Regions from separate parts of the Anas platyrhynchos genome. Here region 2 is linked to region 1. Evidence: chromatin contacts called from public Hi-C data. All regions are on one chromosome and are shown on one strand. Each heading gives the region's core, a stretch centred on a gene start, on an enhancer-like site or on the middle of the called end of the contact. The rest is flanking DNA. Distances are from core to core; before and after follow the strand shown.

Region 1 (4,023 bases), core at 756-3,255:
ACAGAAGTGGGGTGTCAAGTAAGTCAATAAAAAGGAAACAGCCACAGAAGGACAGTCACTGACAAGAAATCTGAATTTGATTTCTAGGCAGGAAGACAGAGAACATGCCCGGATGTAGTATCACAGAATAAACAATCCCCCCTTTCCTCAGGAAATTAATTGATGCAGCGCATTGTAAGGATTTAAGTCACAAAGAGCAAGCAAAAGAAAGGGGATTACAATAACTTAAATGATCTGGGATGAGAGAAAAACAGAAAGATTTTGGTTAGACAGAATACTAAAAGAAGCATTCCTTTTACTAATAGACTGGAGTTTGCAAAATAAAAGCTGTAACTACATCAACTACTGTGCAAAATCCAGCCTCAAAAGAGAACTAAAATGAGTGCTAGCTGATCTTGAGACACATACATGCTCACAGAGGACTTGATGCTTTGAAACATGCAATGACAACTAGCAGGTTACAAGACTTAAAATTTCATACAGAAAACAGATCCATTTACATAGTTCACATGATAAGCAACAGTTCACTCTGAAATTATCAGAAAGAAATAGAAAACTTGGAATGACAAATTCATTCGCTCAGTGAAGTCTCCATGAGTTAAGACAAAGGAGGAATGACTCTTTATATAATAGTTTTGCTAACTTACAGAAACATTGCACATAATACATGGGCAAAAAGAAACTATGTACCAGTGGACGTTAAGGAAGTTAACAAATTTTGTCCTTGTGGAAGCGTGTACAATTTGCAGAGTGATGAGAGGGGTGCTGAGGTGGCTGCTGTTTCACAGAGGCACCCAGGCACATCAGACTTCACCTGCCACCTTCACAATACAGTATTTCCTACTGTATTTCCCTCTTCACTTCCAAGAGTTTATGAGTCCTGTAACTACATCCAATTGCATTTTTAAAGAGCACTGTGCCTTCACCTAATATCAGGTTAGGAGAGCAGCACTGACGTTAAGCTAATACTAATCTTTGAGCTCAAACAAGCTCTGATGTTGGTTGCAAACCAGTGTTAGTACTGAGCTTACAGAAAGACCACAAATGGGACCTCTGCATACAGTGAAACAGCAAAATGTCTAGAAGCACCATGCCATACACAGCATTTATTCTGAATGGCCACACAAAACCAGTGACCTCTAAAAGGATGCCTCCACAAACTCATTTTAGTGATAGGGTTTAGTGTTAAGTCAGAGGTTGGGCTAGGTGATTTTGGGGTCTCCTCCAAACTAGATGATTTTGTGACTCTGTAATACTTAAAACCCTCAGGAAATCAATCTGTGTAACCGGTTTACCCGCAATTTGATGGAAGCAGAAGCTGAAAAAAAAAACTAAAATTGCAAATTCTACGCAGCAGACAGGCAGTCTGTGAAATCTGAGGCCGTGAGAGGGGGCTACAGAGCCGGGCCCGGATGCCTTGAGGTGGGCGTGGAGCACTAACCTTTAGAAACGCTGGAAGAAGTCTCCATTTTTCCTGAAACCAAGAAAAACACACAGTTTAAAGCAGCTTTCCATAGAGGGGCCGCACCCGTTAAGAAGATTTTTTAGCATGGCGGGTTGGGTTGCTTTTAGCAGCGGCGTTATTTAAAGCCAGATCCCTTTGGAAACCGCCCCCGGCTCAACCCAGAGGTGTAAAACCAACCCGGGGGGTCTGGTTTTACGAGCCCCTGCTCGTCCCCCGCTCACCTCCACCGTGTTCACCGGGGCCGCCGCCCGCTCCGCGCTGAGGGCGCCCAGCTCGGCGGCCAGCGCCTCCATGCCGGCGGCAGGGACCGGCGGTGCCTCAGCCAAAGGCGTCCTCCTGCCGCGGCGGGCGGCCGCAGGGTTCCGCCGTTCCCTCAGCCCTCACAGCCTTCCAAACTCCGTCAGGCGTTTGGTTTCTTAAGTTTTTGCCCCCCCGTGGTTTTAATTCTGTGTAAAATCCGTCGTTGTCAGTCAGGGGAAATTGGTGTTTCGTCAGCACAAGCTTCCCAGCGCGAAGCTTACTCTGACGCGCTCCTTCCTACCGCACAAGCGGCAAATAAACCTGGTTGTACAGATCTGCAAATCCCACACTGCGGCCTCGTCGGGGATTGCTCTTCAGCATAACTCTGTCTTGGTGCTATTGTAGATTAGGGGATTAGGAATCAGGCATTGCAAAAAGCTCCAAAAAGGAACCGTTTCAGAACTCCAGTTGTGGCAGAGTGGCTGTTGCTATTTTAGGCATAATTAATGTATCCAAGAAACTTCAGGCTTTCAGCATGTCCCCAGCCCGTTGTATCTGTGCATGTGCAGTACCTCTAGCACTTCACAACCTGCTGAAACACAGAGGTACTCTGAATAACACGAGCAGCGGCTGAGGGAGCTGGGGTTGTGCAGCCTGGAGAAGAGGAGGCTCAGGGGCGACCTTATTGCTCTTTACAGATACCTTAAAGGAGGCTGTAGCGAGGGGGGGGTTGGTCTGTTCTTGCAGGTGCCTGGTGACAGGATGAGGGGGAATGGGCTTAAGTTGTGCCAGGGGAGGTTTAGGTTGGATATTAGGAAGAAGTTCTTTACCAAAAGGGCTATTAGGCATTGGAATAGGCTGCCCAGGGAAGTGGTGGAGTCACCATCCCTGGAAGTCTTTAAAAGACGTTTAGATGTAGAGCTTAGGGATATGGTTTAGTGGAGGACTTGTTAGTGTTAGGTTAGAGGTTGGACTACATGATCTTGGAGGTCTCTTCCAACCTAGATGATTCTGTGATAACTCAATGATGCAGGCTGTTCTGACATCTGAAATTTGGGGATGGAAATAACCCCAATTTGCCTTCAAGATGATTTTTCCTCCCTCTCAACTTACAAACCCATCAAGCTTCTGTACAAAGCTATGTGACAGCAGGCAGCTGAAGCAGAATCTTGGTTTTTTTTTGTTTTTTTTTTTTTTTTGTTTGTTTGTTTGTTTGTTTGTTTTGTGATTAAAAAATATTTAATGATTATTACAAAAATAAATGCTTGGACTCTGTTTTCTGTTCCCTATGAACCTTAATTTTTTGGGTGACATGGGAGAAGGAAAGAACAGGAATGGAATTGTTGCAAAACTGTGGGGAAAGCTCCCCCAAACATGTGTGTATGTAAGGGTGCCTGTCCCTTCTAAAATTTTGTTTTACTGTCTCTAGAGAAAATCAAGAAGGAATGTGTTGGGGCATGAAGAGAGTTAGGGAAGTGACTTCCATCTGTGGCTTTCATTTGGTCATATTTACACATTAGATTCCCTTGTCTGTCCTTGATAGTTGTATTGTCAACCCTGGGTTGGCCTGTATACCTTGCTCTGATGTGAGGCATCCTGGGGATGTTCTCAGAGGCGATGGATGCTCTCCTGCAGTGCCATCTTCTCTCCCACTCCCCCATGCAGAAAACACCAGGAGGTATGTTGTAGCTGAACGTTGCTGCTGCCAGCAATAAAATCTTTCTTGACTTGCCGTTTTGTAGTTTCTAACAATCAAAGTAGGGTCTGATTGACATTTGATAGTAAGGTGCAGAGAGCTGCTATGCTGTGCATTGCTTGAAAGGCAACGTTAATGTGCTTGGCACAATTGTGGTATGTGTAGATACAGACAGCTTCTGCTCCTTTCAGACCTGAAAATCTGAATGCAGTCATGAAATGACAAGGTATGTTCATCTTCATATCTACTTTTTGACAAAAACGTTTCAAGTACAACAATCTTTCCTTAATAATTAGTTTTCCCTTTAATTAAATTATCCTTATCTGAACCCATGAGTTGTTCTTTCCTTTACTTCTTCCCCTCCTCAGAAGAGAAGAGGAAGTGAGGGAGTGATCATGGTGGTGTTCAGCTGTCTAGCACAGTAAAACCACCACACTGATAAAACCTCTTCATTTATTTTTCAAAAACAAAGTAATTTATATTTCCACCTTCCCAGGTGAGAAGTTGTTCCTCAGCTTCTTGTTGTGTCCTTATCAATGGGACAACGCAAAAAGCAAAGTAACTTTCCAAGACTCATTTTGGAGAATTAGCAAGCAGGTATTCTTTATTGACAGCGCCGGGT
Region 2 (4,023 bases), core at 571-3,070, 300 kb after region 1:
GTGACTGGCAGTGCAGGATTCTGAAATGTAACTGAAGTGGTCGGGAAGGCTTTGCAGTGACACAGCTCTTCATGCACTGAAATGCATGCGCTGAAGCTCCATAAGCCTGGTCATCCATTCCCTTTGATAGTTTTAAAATAGACCAAGACAAATGAAAGGTTTAATCTGTGCTGATGCAGAAAGAATCATTTTCTGGAATTCTTTGCTATTGCTGTGGAAGTATCACCCCAAGTATTTATGTTCATTCTTTTTCTGTTTCAGAGTGTGGAATTCTCCTGCTGGCATATTTATTTTTCCTAATACCACTAAATACATACTGAAAACTGACTGAAATAGCCTGGCTTCTTTAAGAGATTAGATGTCAGAGGTGATGGGAAGCATTTGAAGGAGGAACAACCCTTCAGATACCAAGGAGAGCTGAGTGGGTCAAGGAATCATGGCTGTCATTTTCCTGCTTCAAGATGCCACTTCAAATCTAGCCCAAATGAAGAATGAGCCTTAAGTACCTGCCCACGAGAAATGAACCAGCAACATGTGTTAGTTAATTATGGAGACATGTAAATAGCACAAAGCACATGATGCTTTACAATGAGTTTGTAACCTTTTAATCTTCCAGCAGGCAAAAATGGGTCTGCAGCACAGACACAATGGTCACAAGTTTTCTGGGTGCTCTGCTACCTTGCTGCTGTCCTGCTAATTGAACCCGCTTGTTCTGACATGCCAGTATGTTTCCTAATAAAGTGTTACTATAAGGTGAGACAGAACAATGAAAATGGTAGTTCCCATCCAAAACACTATAGCCCGACTCATCACTTGTTGTATCCTATGACTGCAAAGCCCCCCAAAAAAGGAAGGCAGCACTTTGGAATAGGACTCATTTCTAAATAGTGCTTGGATCCACGCACAACAGAAGGACAACGGCCTTATTTTTATCCCTTTCCCATCGTCAGAAGGCTCATATTTCAGCAAGTATAATTAGTGCAGAGATTTCAGAGCTGAAAAAGCCAGGGAAATGTCAGCACAGAAGGCCCCACAAGCTAAAGGGGAGACACCATGCAAACATCAACTGGACAAAGGTAGGAAAAAAACAGCACCCCACCAGTGAGATATGCAGGGCTGCTACACAGGACAGGGCACAAGCCAGGTGTCAAGGACTGCCCTACACAGGTGGGCACTCATCAAGGGTTGCAGCCTCACAGGGCTGGGTATGGAGACCAAGGCAGGTAATGGGCTGCTTTGATAGCACAGCAAGGGACAAGCCAGTACCAGGAGCCAACCCGGACCAGACATGCCAGGGCCACAGTACAGCACTGAGAAGGTCCATCCTGTAGCCTAGAGACAGGGCTAGAGGCAAACCCACCAACAACCCAGCTCAAGGACAAGCCACAAACCTGGGGCATGCTGAAATAGGCCCATGGAGTGGGTGAGGTTTCAGATTAAACCAGTCAGGGCTGTTAAGGCCCACTAGGGCCTTCAGGGTATCCCTCATGTCTTTTTTGCTTCTTTTTTTGTTATTGCTAGTGACTGTGGTGTATAACTGGGCCCTGGTACAGGTCTGAGCAATGGGCTATGCAACAGTAATGCAGTTTCACAGCCCTCCAGGCTGACCACCCTCTGAAGTAGAGGGGCTGCTTCAAAGGGACCCATCCTGCACTAGGAGACAGCTCTTGCTTTTCTCTCTGCAGAAAAATGGCATCTCTCCCTGACATTTCAACCCCTGGAGGAGAGGGAAACGTGGACTGTAAAGGAAACATTGACTGTACACTGAACATACTTCACCGTCCCCTTGGGAATAGTAACTTTGCCAGTTCACAGCATGTGGGATCAGCAGCTGGCTACAATCAGGTCCAGCTCAGACTCATCCCCAACTAACCACATGGTCTCAAATACTTTTGTTAGCCAGACTTTTAAGTAACACTCCTTTTTGTTAAGATACCTCCGTTCAGGGCCTTAATTAGAAGCAACAGATCGTGTTGATTTCAATGGCCCAGACCTCAGCTGAGCTCAATTACACTTGCAGGTGACCTGCACCTCTGATGGTCAGGCCTAAGTGCCTCATATTAGACGTTGAAATTAGTACACTGCACTGCTTGCAGAACTAGTAGTTTTAAATCTTATGATGAAAAGTGTATGTTGTAATGAATTCTAATTTTCTCATGTTATGGGTGAGCCTTGAATAAATATACATATATATATATATGACCTTCACAAATCAGTTAACTTTGTTAATTTTACATTTCACCTCCCTTGCACACAGACTCAAAGTTTTCCATTTTAACTACAGATTTTTTATCACATTAAATACTCTCTCTCATTTTTTTTTTTTTTTTTTATTTTTTTTTTTCTCCTGAATTTTACCATTCCTTAGCTGCAAGGAGAAGATCGAGGCTCTATATGATCACTTTTCCTCTGTGAGCAACCCCATTGCCCCCTGTCCAAGCAGAACCAGAGATCTGCAGGAGCTGTGTCCAGCAGCAGGAAAGCGAACCCACCACTGCTGGAGCAAGTCTGCTCTCTGCTGGGGAATCCTACATAGGTGCATGCTGATGCCTTTCTAAGTGAGGGTTTTTTGCAGCATGAAGCTTCACTTGCCCATGTCTGGTTCCCTTTGCCCATCCAGAAAGCTGCTCTACCACTTTAATCAGTCAAGCCATCAGCCTGTAAATCCTCTGCTCCATATACCTGAAATGTGTCCACTGTAGAAACAGTCCAGGATTTTCCTGGCAATAGTAGATGTCAAAGGAAGAAGTTTCAAATATCCTGAGGTGACTGTTGCTGAATTCATTTTTTCCATAATGTCTGTCCCACATCCCTTCCCTGGCACCTGTACCTAAAATCCTACTGCAAATCTATAGTCCCCTTTTACAAACTCAGATGGCCACGGTATGCCCATGATTTTCCCATTTTCACTCACAGACCATGAACTCAGCCATGTATTTTGAACCTCCTGATGCTCTCCCGTGTTTCTTTGCTGTGTTTCTCTGTCCATGTGCTCTCTGCATCCTCACATGATGCTTTTCCCTCACACCACAATACCTTTCCTACTGGGGCTTCTCTGGAGAGGAGATAACAACCTTTGTCTCTCCGACGTTCACTTTGTGCCACCTGCTGGCCCCAAGTCTTCGGTCTTCAGAGAACACCACAAGATCATTCCCTTCAACGTACCTCAGGAAAGGAAAAAAAGAAACCTTTCCAGAAAGTAATGGCCTTGCCAAGGCTGGTCACCATGGGTGACTTCATGAAAAGGCTTTGATTCCTACTGCTCAGCTGGCATTTAATACGCCATGGTCACATGCTGGAGTCTGATGAGTCTGATAACAAGCACAGAGCATGGAAGCATGCTGGGATCTCTTCTACTTTTGCCATCTCTGTGAACGGCTTTTCCTGTCCAAGGCTGCAGCTGCCTGCAATAGTGAAGTTAAGGCCCTGGAGAGAAAACTGCTGCTGTGCCCTGGGGAAGCCCAGCCACATCCCTGTGTTCAAGTCCCCAGCCCAGCAAGAGCTGGTTGCTCCCTTGTAGCAGTACAAGTTTATCAGCTAGAGGGTGTGAATGCAAGAATAAAATCATCTGATGCTAAAACAAGGACCTAGCAGATCCATGGTCAGACATACGGGACACCAAAATACCTCTTACTTACCTCTGTCATTGATCCTTTTTGCAGTCACAAAGGGGAATGAACAAGCCTTTTGCCCAGATTAAACCTTACTTTCTCAGCAAAGCTTGATCACAACATTCACACATTTTCTTGGGCAAAACAAGGTTAAATCTGGATTTTTGTGACACTGGAGGTTTTGGGCTTGTTTGTTTTTGTTTGTTTGTTTGTTTGTTTTCTCAGGCTGGGCCTCCACACAGCCTGGTCTGAACAGTTTGGGAGCAGTGACAAGTAGAGTGACTTGACTCACTTGCCCATAGAGTCAGAAGAGATTGATCTGCTCAGACACATATGTCACCAGGAAGTGCATCCACTATGGGGAAAAGAGACAGTCTCAAATGAGATCAAAATAGCTTTTTATTCAGTCATA

What was found. A called contact is a pair of places that touch in the nucleus more often than the background predicts.
Region 2: a contact with region 1 is called in a Hi-C map of subcutaneous adipose tissue, with 4 times the contacts expected there. The contact joins the enhancer-like site here to the promoter of POLR3B in region 1. A contact is called at or near these places in 2 of 8 Hi-C or Micro-C datasets (skeletal muscle and subcutaneous adipose tissue).

Annotation. Positions count from the first base shown.
Region 1 is chr1:57,153,009-57,157,031 of IASCAAS_PekinDuck_T2T, forward strand. POLR3B (RNA polymerase III subunit B) reads right to left here and starts at 2,006. Exons shown (of 28, transcript XM_027449743.3): 1 at 1,687-2,006; 2 at 1,442-1,474. The coding sequence starts at 1,758.
Region 2 is chr1:57,453,546-57,457,568 of IASCAAS_PekinDuck_T2T, forward strand. All of the region lies in intron 5 of C1H12orf75 (chromosome 1 C12orf75 homolog), which reads right to left. It overlaps LOC119713296 (a long non-coding RNA gene), which reads left to right. Exons shown (of 2, transcript XR_005260393.2): 1 at 1-1,076; 2 at 1,686-2,202. Among named protein-coding and RNA genes, the nearest start is that of C1H12orf75, 30 kb to the right of the region's middle. Within about 2 kb of position 1,821, at least 3 of the 8 cell types and tissues checked have an H3K27ac peak or open chromatin away from gene starts, as enhancers often do. A contact at or near this core is called in subcutaneous adipose tissue, where this site is marked.